2 separate regions of the Mus musculus genome follow, and region 2 is linked to region 1. The links are chromatin contacts, called in public HiChIP or PLAC-seq maps. All regions are on one chromosome and are shown on one strand. Each heading gives the region's core, a stretch centred on a gene start, on an enhancer-like site or on the middle of the called end of the contact. The rest is flanking DNA. Distances are from core to core; before and after follow the strand shown.

What was found. HiChIP or PLAC-seq counts read pairs in DNA pulled down with a chosen protein or histone mark.
Region 2: a FOXA1 HiChIP or PLAC-seq map of pancreatic cancer cells shows a contact between it and region 1. The contact joins two enhancer-like sites. A contact is called at or near these places in 3 of 484 Hi-C or Micro-C datasets (liver, nephron progenitors and ventricular fibroblasts) and 3 of 115 datasets of contacts at active chromatin or transcription factors (embryonic stem cells, epiblast stem cells and pancreatic cancer cells).

Annotation. Positions count from the first base shown.
Region 1 is chr1:164,479,719-164,483,249 of GRCm38.p6, reverse strand. No RefSeq gene overlaps it. Among named protein-coding and RNA genes, the nearest start is that of Gm39691, 8.0 kb to the right of the region's middle. Within about 2 kb of position 1,534, at least 44 of the 459 cell types and tissues checked have an H3K27ac peak or open chromatin away from gene starts, as enhancers often do. A contact at or near this core is called in pancreatic cancer cells, where this site is marked.
Region 2 is chr1:164,620,820-164,624,350 of GRCm38.p6, reverse strand. No RefSeq gene overlaps it. Among named protein-coding and RNA genes, the nearest start is that of Gm26685, 120 kb to the right of the region's middle. Within about 2 kb of position 1,725, at least 26 of the 459 cell types and tissues checked have an H3K27ac peak or open chromatin away from gene starts, as enhancers often do. A contact at or near this core is called in pancreatic cancer cells, where this site is marked.

The DNA of each region.
Region 1 (3,531 bases), core at 285-2,784:
CCTCTCCTCAGGTAGGGGCTGTTCAGGTCTTGACCCAGACATGAGGCAGGAATGAGTGCAAAAAAGAGGGTCTTGCCACATCTATCCAGATCAAACCATGACCCAAACAAGAGAGAGGCAGAGGGATCTGGGTTGTGTTACTAATTCAATTTTCAATGCCAGTTAACTTCATTGGCCTAACAAGATAGAGAGAGGCATTGCCAAAGTCAATACAGCCGATCTGTGTGCCTCAGGCAAGCTTTGGTGCTAAAGGAGGTTTTTATCCCAGACAGTCTGTCCTCTGGATGTTAGGTAATGTCCGTTTTTTAGTTTCTAGTTTCTACATGTAGTTGTGAATCTCATATTGAAGTTCATAGGATTAAATTTTGAGCGTTCAAGCCAAACTTTTAGTAAGGTCTTCTCTTCTAGATGCCCTTCACTCACAAAAGTACATGGAAACAGGATGCTATTAGATCATTCACTTCCCAGACAGATTTAATTGTTTTTTTTTGTTTTTTTTTTTTTGTTTTTTTTTTTTGTTTTGTTTTGTTTTTTAGTGTTTTCGAGACAGGGTTTCTCTGTGTAGTCCTGGCTGTCCTGGAACTCACTTTGTAGACCAGGCTGCCCTCGAACTCGGAAATCCACCTGCCTCTGCCTCCCAAGTGCTGGGATTAAAGGTGTGTGCCACCACGGCCCGGGGATTTAATTGTTTTTGATGACTAAAAAAATCCCTACCCTTTCCTTATCAAAATGTCTTTTTAAACTATATTTATTTTATTTTCACGTGTGTGTGTGTGTGTGTGTGTGTGTGTGTGTGTGTGTGTGTGACACATGTGTGAGTTCCCGGGGAGGCCAGAGGTGTTGTATACACTGGAGTGGGAGTTACAGGCAGTTGTGAGCCACCTGACATGGGCACTTCTGGACCACTGCCCCATCTCCTCAGCCCTACTCCAATGTGTATGTGTCGGTGTTCTGGGGGGGACAGAACTAAAAAGATAGAAGACCAGAGTCACTGCAGGATGCATTTAAACTTCTCAGCAGCATGGGGATGGCCACGCAAGCCCTGACAGCTCTTTCTATTGTTACACAAAAAGCAGCTTTAGCCAGTCAATCTCCGCATACCAAAACTTATCTGATCCACGGGTTGTCTTGAAAGACCAATTATTTAAGCAGATCTCAGCCAGAGGAGACTTCCTGGTTTGCCCAGGTCTGTGGACTAAGTTATGCAAAGGCTCTGAGAATCCTTCAAAAGAATAACCCCTTAAAATCTCAGATAACAATCACTGATAAAAGGCTACGTCAGAGCTTAGGTGCAATCACTACAGATCCATGCCAGATACAACAGCGCTGCTAATAATATTCTGCTAGATATGTTTCCAGTGAAGATCTAGCTAAGCTGCTAAGATCTGTGATCAGAGCAACTCCACCTCTAGGAAAAGAAGGGGAATGACCTTTATGGCTGAACAAGGTTTCATTTCACGGCCTCAGTGTAAACAGAGTAAACACACGCCACTATTCCACAACGAGCTGAATCACTGGGCTAGGAAGCCATAGAGACAGAATTCTGATCTCAGGCAGCCTGACTCATGAAGTGAAGACCATGACTGTGGTCACTGAGGACATAATGACAGCCACGCTGACTATTTAAAGCAATATTTGTTTTAAAAAGGATAAAAACTAATAGTATAACAAATTTCAGATTTTTGTGAGGCATGAGGTAGGTTACCATCTGGGGCAGGCCACCTGTGGACAATCAGCCTCACCTGGGAGTGGTATGTACTAATTACATAGTATCTGGGAGTGGTATGTACTAATCACATAGTTACTATTTTTCTTTGGCCTTCCTGCCTTAAACGACTGACTGACTACATTTGTAGCTATACATCTGAGCTATTTAAGTTATAGGAAACCTACTATGTTAACTGGGGTAATTGCAAAGCACTGAGGCCCAGCCATGTATCTCTATCTTCCTGTGCTGGCTGAAGGGCAGCTTTTACTAACTCAGATGGTGCTAGAGGTGTCTCTTTGTGCTCCGAACTGATCATTGTTCCTTCCTGCTGGGAGCCTAGTATACACCTGGAGTCTGTACTTTGCCTTCAACATATCCATATAAAAGTTAAACTTTAAATCTATAAAAAGGCCAATGTTCATCAACAATAAATCTCGCCTACTTTTCCAGTCCCCTTTCCCAGCGTGATTGTTCATTTCAATAGTTTTTGTAAAGAAAGGCTATTTGGGGTTTCAATTCTTGCTAAAGATATCCCATAATTGACTTGATAAAGTTAAGCCTTCTTTACAACATAGGTTTGCTAAGTGTTTACACAGGAAGATCCTAAGTTCTGTGAGATGAGAGATGTCTACATACCTGTCCCTGCATTCATCAGCATTGTTAAAGTGGCCTTTTCCCTAGGCAGCTTTTTTTTTAATTTAATTTTATTCTATGTGCATTGATATTTTGCCTCCATGTATATCTGTGTGAGGGTGTTGGAATACCTGGAACTGGAGTTACAGCCAGTTGGGAACTGCCACGTGAGTGCTGGGAATTGAACCTGGGTCCTCCAGAAGAGCAGCCAGCGAGCTAAGCTAGGCAGCTTTCTAAGAGATCCACTCTTTCCTGACAGATCCACTGAAACTTTCTTTATCAAAACATTTGCTCTTGTGTAAAAATATGATTATCTTATTTTATGCCTTTAAAGCATTTGAGTATTTTATCAAACATTACACTTTTTTAAGTACACACCATAATCCCAGTGTGGAGGAAGCTCAGATGGAAAAGGAACAGAGCAGAGAAGGCTACTAAGTGAGTTCTGGGCCAGGTTGATAGGAGATATATATATATATATTAGAACTCTACATAGTCATGGGTAAAGTAAATTTGGGCTTTTGATCCCCCATTTCCACCTCCTAATTGCTAGGATTACAGAGGTGTACTTACTACAGGCCTCTTTTTGTTAGATGCTAGGGATAGAATCCAAGGCTTTGGCATGATAGGTAAGTGTTCTACCAGCTAAGCTACCTCCCCAGACCCCAAGATCTTTTGCTTACATGAGCCTTTACTGGTTTTTAAAGGTATTTGAATCCCTTCAACCACAAGGAAGCCAGGGCCTAAGACCAGTCAGTTAGAAGCTGTCAGCCAGGAGAACAACAGCACGTCGCACTTTGATCAGGAAATTTAAAATATTTTTCCAAGAAATTCTATTTGTAAAATATTTTCCAAAGCAAGGCCCAGTGGCAGGAATATTTTTGGTAACAAAGCAGCAGGGGGCTGAGAACCTGGTCTGTACCAACTTTGCTAACTCCAGTGACCAGGGCTGGAAAATCTGGCTTAGAGAATGACATACTGAAACTCACAGGGCTCAGCCCATGTAAGAAATGACATGTGTATACTAGGTTGGCCGGCTCCTCAGTACCCAGGACATGCGATGCTGCAGCACTGGGTGGTACCTAAAGAAGCTGAGAACACCTTGGAGGAAGAGATGCTGAGGCTCTCTGTAAGCTGAAAGACACATGCACCTGGCCGAACCCATGTATCCTAAGGTCCCCAGTGGACTG
Region 2 (3,531 bases), core at 476-2,975, 140 kb before region 1:
GGTCATGGTAATTATCACAGAAACAGAAAGCAAATTAATATAGCTAGTTTAAAGCTTCCATGTTACAACCTATATTATTCTACAAGCTGTACTTATTTTTAAAGTCTAGGAAAGAGCATAGATGCATTCTGATGTTTTTCTTGGTACAGATCACCCTTTGAGATTACAGGAGAACTAAGCAAAGGCATGCTATTATCTTTCTTTATTTGTAAAGTAATATTACATAATTAATTGTATTATAATGCACAAGGGCCAAATACTGTGAGTTGAACATTAAAATTTGAAGTGCCTATCACAACACCCAAATGTTCAAAATTCCATTGTAGTATCTGGGATTTTTCTTAGCCAAATAATGATACCAAAGATTAATGACATTCATGTTTTTATCATTATTTAAGAAACAGACAGTACATAAAATATGTAAAAAAAATAATTTCTCTGGTTAAAAGTAGGGATGGATGGCTTTAATCTACTTCTCTATGTAACCGGCGTAATCTTCATCGTCCCTGGCAGCCCCAGGCAAACCTCCCATGGCTCCAGGGAGCACACTAGGAAATTCCAGGCTTATTATGAAATGCAAGGTTTGTAGTCATGGGGAAACTACAACAGGGAAAAATAATGAAGATATTAGCCAGTGCAGCACACAAAATGCATCGGCTTCAGAGAAAGTTATTCTAGAATTGGACTTGGTAAAATAGAAGCTGTGAGCCTGAGTTGGTAAACTCTAGGCCTTTTCTGATCTAGACAAATTTCTGTTTCTACCACCCAGGAGCCACCAACCAGAGTATTGAGAGCATGAAGGACAGTCATCTCTATGTGTGGAATTTCTCCTCCTACATGCACATACATGTATACATATAGTATACACATGTGTAGTATATTTATACATTGTATACATACATCTGTATCTGTGTATATATATATATATATATATATATATATATATATATATATACTTATACATTTGTGTATATACTATACATATATACTGTGTATATAAATGCATATGTATATATGTACAACATGTATATGCATGTATATGGATGTATGTATCATGTATATATACATATATACGTATATGTAAAGTATACATGATACTAGGAGAGCATCGAGATACTTGTCGTTTAAATACTGTACATGTGGACGAAGCAAACCTTTTAGGGCTGGTCCTGCTCTGTGGCCCATTAGTCATGTTGGAAGAGACCCATACTCTTACTCATCTTGTATGATAATGTTGAACAGGAAAATGTGAACTGTCAGTAGTGATATGTTATGAAGAAAATTGAAGTGAATAGACCTAGGATGATGTCCCCATACTACATGATCTTTTAAACACAATTCCAGGCACTCTGTCTCATACAGTACCAGTTTTTGAATTGATTTTCTCTTTCTATTCCTGATATAAGAAATAAAAATAAATAAAAATTTTTAAAAGACATGAAAATCCATCCATTTGTTTTGTTTCCCAAAGTACGTGAGTAAACACTGGCTTGAATTCTTAAATATCATCTGTTTCAGCACAGTTGTAATTAATATGTTCTAAGCTTTATTGTTTGTTTGTTTGACATCGATACTTTAATGAATCCATTAAACGGTTTAAGTGATACTTATTAGGAATAAGTTAAGTCAAGTCTACTTCCTTCTCAGCCTGTCTTTTCTCCTAAGGATAGGAGTGATGATGGTGTAGGGTGGTGAATCACTAACCACAAGGCATGAGGTCAGCCACATAACAGACTTCCCTATGTAAGTACCTTACAAACCAAATGTAACTAGTGTGTCATAACAATGTGCTCAGAACCACAGGTGATCAGATTAGCTGCTGGGGGCCTTCAGAAATCTTCCTCTACTTAGTCGAAAGCCAAAAATAATCTCTGTGTTCCCAAGAAAGTAGTAATTGAGTCTTTTCCTCAAACATCCAAGACACTGACACTTTACCACTAAATGCATGTCCATAATTGCCCAGTAAGGCTCTGCTCTTAGCTCTTGGGTGTAACCCTCCTAACTCAGATACGATGCAAAGATTTTTATATGCGTGATGTGATTTGAGTGGCACTGAAAATGAAATCTGTTTCAGAGTACCTGAAACTTCACCTTCAGACTCAACCTTCTCCATCTTGAAAAGGTTTTTCTTTGAAAATAAGATTTAAAAAAAAAAAAAGAACCTGTCTAAGCCATATACGAAACTGTTGTGTAGATGGACTCAACCCAAGAGTTTGCTGTTAACCATGGTATCATAGCCCACAGGGAAAAGAATACCAGAGAGGTGCAGGGAGTTGCAGGTAACATTGCAAAGAGAAGGGTTGGAGATTGGCAGGCACTAAAACTGCCTCCCTGCCTTTCCAATTTCTATGATATATCAGTATTGGCACCAAGACTGTGTGCACAATGGTCATGTTTCCTACAGTGCTGACAAATATATTGTGTCAGTTATAACATGTTCCTCGGTTTTCTCTAATGCCAACTATGCCCATACATCAAGTAACTCACTCCCTTGGTCACTGTTATATTGCTGTAAAGAGACACCAAGACCACAGCAACTCTCAAAAGAGAAAGCATTTAATTGGTGGCTTGCTTACACCTTCAGAGGATTAGTTAATTATCACCATGGCAGGGAGCATGGTGGCATGTAGGCAGACGTGATGCTGGAGAACTACGTTCTGATCTGCAGAGAGAGAGGATGGGGTAGAAGGAGGGAAAGGCTGGGTCTGGCCTGGGTGTTTGAAACCTCAAAGCCTGCCCAGAGTGACATACTTCCTCCAACAAAGCCACACCTACCTCAACAAGGTCCCGCCTACTAATCCTTCTCAAATATTGCAACTCCCTAGTGACTAAGCATAGAAATATATGACCTATGGGGACCATTCTTATTCAAACCACCACACTTACTGAGATGAGAAAGGAAAATTCCAGAACTATAGCAAGCATTCCTGGGTGATTCAATCTGTTCTGTGTGAGGCGCAAGCCTCCTGTGCTCATGCTTCATTAACACTGTGTCTTTACCGCAAGGCAGAGGTCCACGTTACCACGCTCAGTGAAACATAGCCAGATCACTTACACTGGAAGGACACAACCATGCTGGAACTCTTAGTGGTGCACACATCTGCAAGTGAAGAACAAGGAATGGAACAGAGAAGTAGATAAATGGAGCAATATGTAGTAATTTTATCCTGTCCTCTCTTCTGTGTCTTTTTTTCAGTTCTTGTGTTAGTAAAGTGAGCTGGAACTGATTCTGTCTGGGACCAGAGTATCTTTCACAGTGGACGTACATGAAATATGGTCCTCAATGCAGGAAACCATCTGCCATTTCCAAGCAATATGGTCAGCACAGCTAGGTCACATGGAGAAAAGGTACAGTGTGGAGGTTTGGTCTGTCATTTGATCAAAAAGCTTACAAGGGAACATAACCACCTGGTTAGCAAGGCAGGAATGGAGACATTCTAAAGAAAGACTTTTCATCCCGCCCCTCCCCCAACTCCTATTTTGGTTACCAGGCTGTTGGAATTTCCCCAGAGGTCTCTTAGGAAGGAAAAG